Regions from separate parts of the Mus musculus genome. Here all the other regions are linked to region 1. Evidence: chromatin contacts called from public promoter capture Hi-C data. All regions are on one chromosome and are shown on one strand. Each heading gives the region's core, a stretch centred on a gene start, on an enhancer-like site or on the middle of the called end of the contact. The rest is flanking DNA. Distances are from core to core; before and after follow the strand shown. Region 1 holds the start of Carf (calcium response factor). Region 2 overlaps Bmpr2 (bone morphogenetic protein receptor, type II (serine/threonine kinase)). Region 3 has its middle 15 kb from the start of Bmpr2.

Region 1 (2,700 bases), core at 102-2,601:
CTAAAGGAAGTTTAAAATGATGTTTTAATTAGTTATATGTTATCAGTAAAAATTCAATAGTTAATTCGTCTGGTAACACTGTTATCAGCAAACCCAATCTGAACAAGGAAATTTTTTTTCCCTGTATTTTGGGCAGAGGTTTTTCTCATTTTATGCCTCCACCTACATCAGTGGTAAAAACTTCTATTGGTAGCTCTTATGAGAAAAATAGTTAACATTTTCTGAGTGCTTCTTATGCGACATTAAATTGTCACAGCTAATCTTAGTGTGGCACAGAGGTTAAGTAACAGGTAGAATCAAATTCAGGCATTCCTGTAATGGGGCATGCAATTCTGTAAAATGAATAAACTGAGAACAGTCATGCTTTTTGGGTCGTTGTCCACTTAACAAATGATTGTTTTCGCCTCCAACTGACTAGATAACTTCTAGTTTTCTACGGATTTAAATTTAATTAGGCGACATATAGAAAACCTCTCACCATATTCACTGGTTCACTCATACCGCTAAGCCAACACATTTTGCAATCCAGTTCTGCCTGACTCTAAATTGCTGTCTCAGAGTAGTGTGTCCCTGTACCCCACCCTACCCCCGGAGGTTTTCAGACGAATGCCTTAAAAAAGTGACTTTGGGATCTTAAGAGTAATAGCCCCCATCTATTCTCCACTCAGGAAAATAACTAGAGTAATAATCGAGACCATTGAGACCGAGACAAGCCTTTGAGTGACATCAAGATTAAAAAAATAATTAATAATTAATAATAATAATAATAATAAAAGAAGCCCGAAAGCAGGGGAGAAGGTGCAGAGGACACTTTTCTAAACGTCAGACTCGGAAAGGAGGGGAGAGGCCCCTCTCGGGCGGGCGCTCCGGCCCAGGACTCGGATGCTCCGTGGCGGTGGTGCGTTCTCGGGCTCCGCACCCTCTGCGGGACAGACACCTCGCCTCCCCCTGCGGCAGCCTGCCTTCTCCCGGCCGCGGGGCCCCTCCCGGGCCCACGGCGAAGGAGCCGCCGTGGAGGCGGACGAGGGCGCAGGGACAGCGCACAGCGGCGTCCGGCGACGGCCGGGGGCGGGGGCCGGCGGTTGCTCCCAGCCCGGGAGGGTCAGGAGGTGACGGGAGGAGGCGGCAGGGGGACGAAGGGAGGTTGGGAGGGAGCGTCCGGTCGCTGGGCACAGACAGCTCTGCCAGGCCTCCGGCTCCCCCAACCCTGCCGCCGCAGCGAGCCCCACAACGCGAGAGGGGAGTCCGCCGTAAGCAGAAGGGAGAAAATTCAAAACGAGACTACTCAACCTCGTCTTGGCTCCGAGGCCGCGCCGTGGAGACCAGCACAATGCGCAGGCGCACCCCTCCTGGAGGCGCAGCGCAGGTCCATCAGATTAGACCCTTCTCAGCCACCGTCGCCCAGTTCCCTTCCGACTCGTTCTCCTTTCCCGAGTTTCCGCTCTGAAGCCAGAGGTAAGAACACATGGTCTCGGCCGAATTTGGCTGTTGGAACAGTGCACACAAGACGAACAGATGGGACCTTTGTCACTCAGAATAAAGAAGCAGGAAGTGTAATATCTGCCCGGAGAAAGGAGTATTAAAAGCAGATATGAGACCCTAAATGCGGTGTGGCAAAATAAATAAAGCCTACAACTCCCAGTGTTCAGAGGGTCTGAAACGCGCTCCCTTCTGGGGTTTGTAGTATCTGAGCGCTGAGTCTAAAGGGTCTGGGTCTAAAGACACGCTTAAAATTTGGCTCAAGCTAGTTATTTTCTTTATTTTCCTAATAGATTACGAATCTAGATAGATAAGAAACAAAAGTCTTAAGGGGACTGGATGCTTTTAGGACTACGCTTGACTAATCGATGTTTCCTAAATCTCGGAATAGGTACTTGATGTGTGCGGGCTGGGCGCTGGTGGAAATCGAACCTCGTGGTATGTTCTGTAGGAACCTGAGGGAGCTAACTGAAGCCTAGCTCCTGCTGCGCTTGCGGCGCAGTCTACCTTAGAGCTGCTTGATTATCAACGCACACATTTTCGTGGAGAAGTCTCGTGTGTATATTCAGCCATGGCACAACTCCAGGCACGTTTCTACAGCGAGAACAAGAAGTAAGTAAGGGTTCCAGCTTCTGTCCCTGTCTTCCAGGAGCCGATCTCGTTTGAAGACTCCTTCGATTTGATCCTTGCTGTTTTGACTGGGGATATACATTAAAGAAGAAACGGACAAGGTTTTAGTAAATCAAAGTTGAAAGAACTTTAATAATTATAATGGCTACAATTAAAAGAATTTATTGCAAATAAGATAAGCTGACTGATAGAAAAAAATAAAAAAGACTTCATTCGCCTTCCCCTTCACGTGCCCCGCACTTCTGCCCTGTCTCATTTGGAAGCGGTGTTCACGTCTTCTTAAATCTCCGTTTTCTACCCACTTTCATGAGCTTTTCATAATTTGACGTGTGTGGAGGACCAGGGCTTCACGTTTGCTTTCTGCATGCTGCACACATCATGTCAGTAATTTGAGAGTTGAACAGGCTTGTCCGTTAACGGTGTCTCGTGGTTTCTGAAAGCACAACTTCATCCCCCCCCCCCCCCCAAACAGACTAGAAACTGGCTATGGAGTTTGTAGAGCTGTTTTTTTAATTAGAATGAAGCCAATTCAGTGTCCGATTTGATTAGGTGTATTTTGTGTGAGTGTGTCCAACTTAGGTTTCTCTTGTT
Region 2 (2,700 bases), core at 53-2,552, 290 kb after region 1:
AAGGAGGATTTCAACAAAGACAAAAACAATCTTGGGTTTATCCACAGGACATGTTGTTTGGTCTAACATTTTGAGAAGAGCCTAAACTTTTTTTGTCTCCAAAGTCTGGCATCCATAAATCTAAAAATCTAGAAGTTATACAGAATTATAGAGAAACATTTTTCAAATTAATTCTAGAAAACTTTTTTAGAATTCAGAAATAGCCAATTTATATTCTGAGATTTAGGAGGCAAAAACATTACAGTAATAACTAACAGTTTACTGGTGGGCAGATGAAAACTGGGGAACAAAATGCACAAGAGCTCTGGTTTAGAGAATGCAAATAAAATGAAGCTGTCTTAGTAAGACAAAATATAGACATGAAAAATGACTACTATCCTGAACATCTGCTGTATTCACTATGAATAATTTCAAGTGAATTTCCCTGAAAGACAGCAACCCTTTGAAGCCCAGGCTAGCCTGGAACATGCTGTATAGCCCAGGCTGATTGATCTTGGCATCACATTCCTGCTCTAACCCTGAAGGCAGGGAGTGCAGGCACAAGACACAACACCCGGGTTATCCTTCTTTTTTTTTTTTTTAATCTTCACTGCCATTCTATGTCTAAACAATCCAAAAGTCTCACAACACTTATCCTCTAGTAGTTGTAATATATTTATCTGTACTGGAGAAGTCTAAGCATCTTATCTCTGCCCTGGAACATAGTTCAGGGACTAATTCTGGGTATGCTTATGTGCTTGGCTTCTGTTTATCTAAGTGTCAAAATGAACTATCTAAAATAAACAGCACAGAAACCTTGCAGGCATGGGGCAAATAACTGAATAACTGAAGCAAGGATATCCTTTTCCCAGAACACATGCCTAAGGACAGAGTAGCACTCCAGTTATAAGGAAAGAGAGTATATTTTCCCTATCTCGTGTGTGTGTGTGTGTGTGTGTGTGTGTGTGTGTGTGTTGTCCACTTTATTTTTTGGAAAAGAGTCTCAGAACCTAGAGCTCACCAAATAGATGAGGCTAGCTAGCCAGAATCCAGGGAGCCACCTGTCTGTGCCTCTTCAGCGCAAGCTTTACGCTGCTCTTTCTTTATTAATATGAGTATTTCGGATCCAAACTCAACTTCTCACACTGACATGGCAACCATTTTGCAAACTGAGTCATCATCTGAACACCACAAATATTTTCCTTAAAAGATTTATTTTTACTTTTTATGCATATGCACATTTTTTCCCTATATGCCTGGTGCCCTTGGAGGCCAGAAGAGAGCCTCGGATCCCTTGGAACTGGAGTTACACGTGGATGTGAGCCATCATGTAACTGCCAGGAACTGAGCCTGAGGCCTCTGCAAGAGTGCAAGTGCTCTTAACCCCCTGAGCCATGGTCCTGCACTTTGTAATGAAGTTTCTATGTAATCACACCTTAAGCTTTATTGTGCACCTGGAATTAAAATGATTGTTGCCTGGAAACCTGGAATGGGAATGATTACTGCTTGGAAACTTTTTCCCAAATTGTACTGTGTTTTAAATATTCTGACAATGAACCACCTGGCATCAGACTTTCAGAAATCTGACCCAGGTTGATCAAGTCAATCCGAACCTTCCATTCTTGTCTCTTTGCAGGTTCACTTCTCTTCCTGGACACCTGCAGGGTCACACTCAGTGGGAGCACTCCAAAACACCCCAAACACAAATCACATATGCTAGCCAATGGCCAACTAGGAATGCAGGGCTTTCTAAGAACAGCAGCCTCAGGCCTGTTATTAACTTTCTCTGTACAAATTCCTAAAACAAGTAAAAGGTAACTAACACACATGCACAAATCACAACTCAGTTTGACTAAAAGTCAGTTCATTTCAGCTCTCTCAAATAGAAAAAACAAACAAACAAAAAAACCCAAAACATTGTTCTTTCTAATCCAGAGCAACAACTAAACAAACAGGCAGATAAGACCATTCCATGCCGTTAACAGGCTTTCTATCCTAGGACTGGCAGTAACAGCCATTAAAGAGTCAAATGTTTATTAAGTGCCTGTTATGTGGCATCAGTATTCTACACCTGGAGTGTGGTATGAGTAAGATAGTGTTATTCCCTCAAAGTGCTTGTATCCTAGTGATATAAATAGGAAGGCTTTGGATGGCTCACTGTTTTTGCCCACACTACAATGAATGATCATTCTGTGTTGAAAGGTGTATACATTAGGTGTCTTCCATTACTAACACAGAATCCATCTCAACAAAGCTGGAATTTACCATTTCACCTAGGCTGGCTAGCTGGCAAGCTTTGGGGATGCACCTGTCTCTGCGTTCCCCTAGTGTTAGGGTTACAGCATCTTTTACATGATCACTGGTGATTTGAACTCAGGTCCTCATGCCCACACAGGAACTTTACCCAAAGGACCCATCCATTTCCTTAGCCCATGAATGGCCATTCTTATAAGCTACTCCTGAAAGAGAAGTAAATTTTAGAATATAATAGAAATATTCCCTACCTACATAATAACTTATCTTGGGGAATACAAAACAAAACATTTTAAATATCTTCAAATACTGCTTTGAATTTCAAAAAATAAATTTGTTGGGACTAAGTCCCGTTTGGTTCAGAACAGAAAAGGGAAAGTAAAAAGAGAAGATACTAAAAGATTAGCACTACTATTTTTCTATGTAGAAAATAGTAGTGAGTGCAAAATTCATACACCGAAAGCTAAG
Region 3 (2,700 bases), core at 23-2,522, 350 kb after region 1:
TTTCAAACTACACAAATGACTTCGTAGCTCAGCTTTACTCAGATGTGCTGAGTGCCAAGGTTTTATGTAAAACATCTGTAGGAAATCTCATTTGCCATTTTCTTGCCTTCCTACATCTCTCTATAATGATTTTTTTTTCCTTCCTGGACACAAAACTTTAATAATAATAATAATAATAATAATAATAATAATAATAATAATAATAATAAAAGATGCAAGCAAAGGGAACCTGAGTGACCCGGTCAGGAAGCAGTCTTCTAGTTAAAGGGTTAGTGATCATGTTACAGGTCACTGTCCACTGCTTATCTACTTAAGTGTTGCTGTCCTTATCCCTTGCATTTACTCTCAGTGTCCAGAAACACTGAATCTCTTCCTTGTTTGGTTCTGGGATTGAGCACATGCTAGGCAAGTTCTCTGCCACTGAGCTACATTCCCAGACTCCCTGAGTCTCTTACAGTTCTATGAACATAGCAAATCCCTTCCCAAAGTTTTACACACACACACACACACACACACACACACACACACACACACACACACACACACACACACACACTTTAAAAATAAACATTCAGCCGGGCGTGGTGGCGCACGCCTTTGATCCCAGCACTCGGGAGGCAGAGGCAGGTGGATTTCTGAGTTCGAGGCCAGCCTGGTCTACAGCAGGACAGCCAAGGCTACACAGAGAAACCCTGTCTCGAAAAACCAAATAAAAATAAAAATTCAGGGGCTGGAGAGATGACTCAGCAGTTAAGAGCACTGACTGCTCTTCTGAAGGTCACAAGCTCAAATCCCAGCAACCACACGGTGGCTCACAACCATCTGTCATGGGATTTGACGCCCTCTTCTGGTGCATCTGAAGACAGCAACAGTGTACTTAGATAAAATAATAAAATAAATCTTTAAAAAAAAATTCAGGGTCTCTCTCTGTTGCCCACTCTATCCTTGGAACTCCTAGGCTCAAACAGTCCTCCTACCTCAGCCTCTTATGAGGCTGGGACTACAGGTATAAGGTATACACTACCATGCCCTGCTCAAACTGTATCTTTGGTTTTTGGTTTGGTTTGGTTTTTGGTTTTTCAAAACAGGGTTTCTCTGTGTCACAGCCCCATCCCACTGTCCTGGAACTCACTCTGTAGAGTAGGCTGGCTTTGAACTCAAAGAGATCTATCTACCCACTTTTGCTTCCCAAATGCCGGAATTAAAGGCATGCACTACCATGTTGGGCTGAGACAGGGTTTCTCTGTAGCCCTTACTGGCTTGGAACAAGCTCTGTAGACCAGGCTGGCCTCGAACTTAAGATCCACCTGACTCTGCCTCCAGAGTACTCTCCAAGACTAAAGATGTACACCACAGAAATAAGTTTCACTTTGTAATACAGGCTGGCCTCAAACTCACTATCCTGCTGCCTTGGCCTCCTGCAGCACACAGCAGCACCATATCAGACTCTCCCCTTGTGCTCATCAGCTGAGGAATCTGATACTATCAGGGGGAGGAAGCAAAGTTGACGTCATAGCTTGAGGCCAGTCTAACTTTTTCCTGAGTGAATGTTTGCCCTGAAGGCCCCTTTGTCTCCTCTGAAAATGTCTTACTCTTCCTCTAAACTTCCTTATGTCTTCTGCTTCCTTCTCCAAATGAGGAGAATGTACAAACCTCTACATCTCCTTGGGTTATTGAGTTGTACGTCTTTCTGCTGGTCTATTGGTAGTTTATTGGTTGCTAGTCTATCTGTAGTCCTTAATTGTATCTGAGAGGAGGGAAAAGGTTCTTTGACACCTACAGATTGTGCTAGTGATTGCCTGGAGTTGGAAGGCAGTTGTGGGAGTTGGTAGTAAAGAGGCATGACTGCTGTTGACTAAAGAGTGTCTTGTTGCTGCGGGACACGAGCTGGAGTACCAGCAGTTGGAAAGCTGAAACAGGACAATTACATATTTTTATAGTTTTTATTCGCCTGATGTAATTGTCATATAATGCATTACTTTGTTTGTCACTCAATTAGACATCACTTTCAAACACAGGTGCTTCTTTCTACTAACTAACCTTACCTTCATTGTTTGGGATTAAGGGTATATTCTAAGGGCATGCTTATATTCCAGCCAAACGGATTAAAGGTATGTGTTAAGGGCTGAGCCACACCACAACTAGAAACAGTTTTTTTTTTTCACTAAATAATGTAATCCTGGGGTTAACAGTATGATCAAATATCCTTCAACAGGAGAATTATAATCTTGAGGCAACCCTGGACTATATAGTGAGACCTTCCCCCAACTCAGAATCTCAAGAGTTGGAACATAGCTCCTAGCGTATGCAAGGCCCTGAAGTTGATCCTCAACGTGGTATTTCTTTTTGGGTGAAGAAAATACTCTACACTTTCTAAAATTGGTTGTAATGGCAATCCAACAACTCTATGAGTATACTAAAAACCATTCTGTTGGACTGGGCATGATGGGGTGCACACATGTAATCCTAGCATTGTGAGTTCCAAGCCAGCCTGGTCTACATAGTAAGTTCCAGGCTAGCCAGGGCTATACAGAGAGATCCTGTCTCCAAACAAACAAAAAAAGGTTAATGGCGGCCAGCCAGATGGCTTAGCAAGATGGCACTTGCCACTCAATTTGATGACCTGAATTTGATCCTGGGAAAGCATGGGGTGTAAAGCGGAAACTGACTTCCACAACTTCCCAACAACTTTCATTTATT

What was found. Promoter capture Hi-C pulls out the DNA fragments that hold promoters and counts their contacts.
Region 2: a contact with region 1 is called in a promoter capture Hi-C map of stem cell-derived epiblast-like cells, with 2.6 times the contacts expected there. The contact joins the enhancer-like site here to the promoter of Carf in region 1. A contact is called at or near these places in 4 of 39 promoter capture datasets (embryonic stem cells, hematopoietic stem and progenitor cells and stem cell-derived epiblast-like cells) and 2 of 115 datasets of contacts at active chromatin or transcription factors (embryonic stem cells and stem cell-derived neural progenitor cells).
Region 3: a promoter capture Hi-C map of embryonic stem cells shows a contact between it and region 1, with 2.2 times the contacts expected there. The contact joins the enhancer-like site here to the promoter of Carf in region 1. A contact is called at or near these places in 7 of 39 promoter capture datasets (embryonic stem cells, hematopoietic stem and progenitor cells, hippocampal neurons and 3 more), 1 of 484 Hi-C or Micro-C datasets (uterus), 3 of 115 datasets of contacts at active chromatin or transcription factors (craniofacial prominence, large pre-B cells and pro-B cells) and 2 of 9 other capture datasets (adipose tissue and pancreatic islet).

What each region holds. Positions count from the first base shown.
Region 1 is chr1:60,096,898-60,099,597 of GRCm38.p6, reverse strand. Carf (calcium response factor) reads right to left here and starts at 1,351. Exons shown (of 16, transcript NM_139150.5): 1 at 1,291-1,351. Wdr12 (WD repeat domain 12) reads left to right here and starts at 1,691. Exons shown (of 13, transcript NM_021312.5): 1 at 1,691-2,091. The coding sequence starts at 2,051.
Region 2 is chr1:59,802,588-59,805,287 of GRCm38.p6, reverse strand. The region is part of intron 1 of Bmpr2 (bone morphogenetic protein receptor, type II (serine/threonine kinase)); the gene reads right to left. Among named protein-coding and RNA genes, the nearest start is that of Bmpr2, 40 kb to the right of the region's middle. Within about 2 kb of position 1,302, at least 11 of the 459 cell types and tissues checked have an H3K27ac peak or open chromatin away from gene starts, as enhancers often do. A contact at or near this core is called in stem cell-derived epiblast-like cells, where this site is marked.
Region 3 is chr1:59,748,018-59,750,717 of GRCm38.p6, reverse strand. No RefSeq gene overlaps it. Among named protein-coding and RNA genes, the nearest start is that of Bmpr2, 15 kb to the left of the region's middle. Within about 2 kb of position 1,272, at least 12 of the 459 cell types and tissues checked have an H3K27ac peak or open chromatin away from gene starts, as enhancers often do. A contact at or near this core is called in embryonic stem cells and stem cell-derived epiblast-like cells, where this site is marked.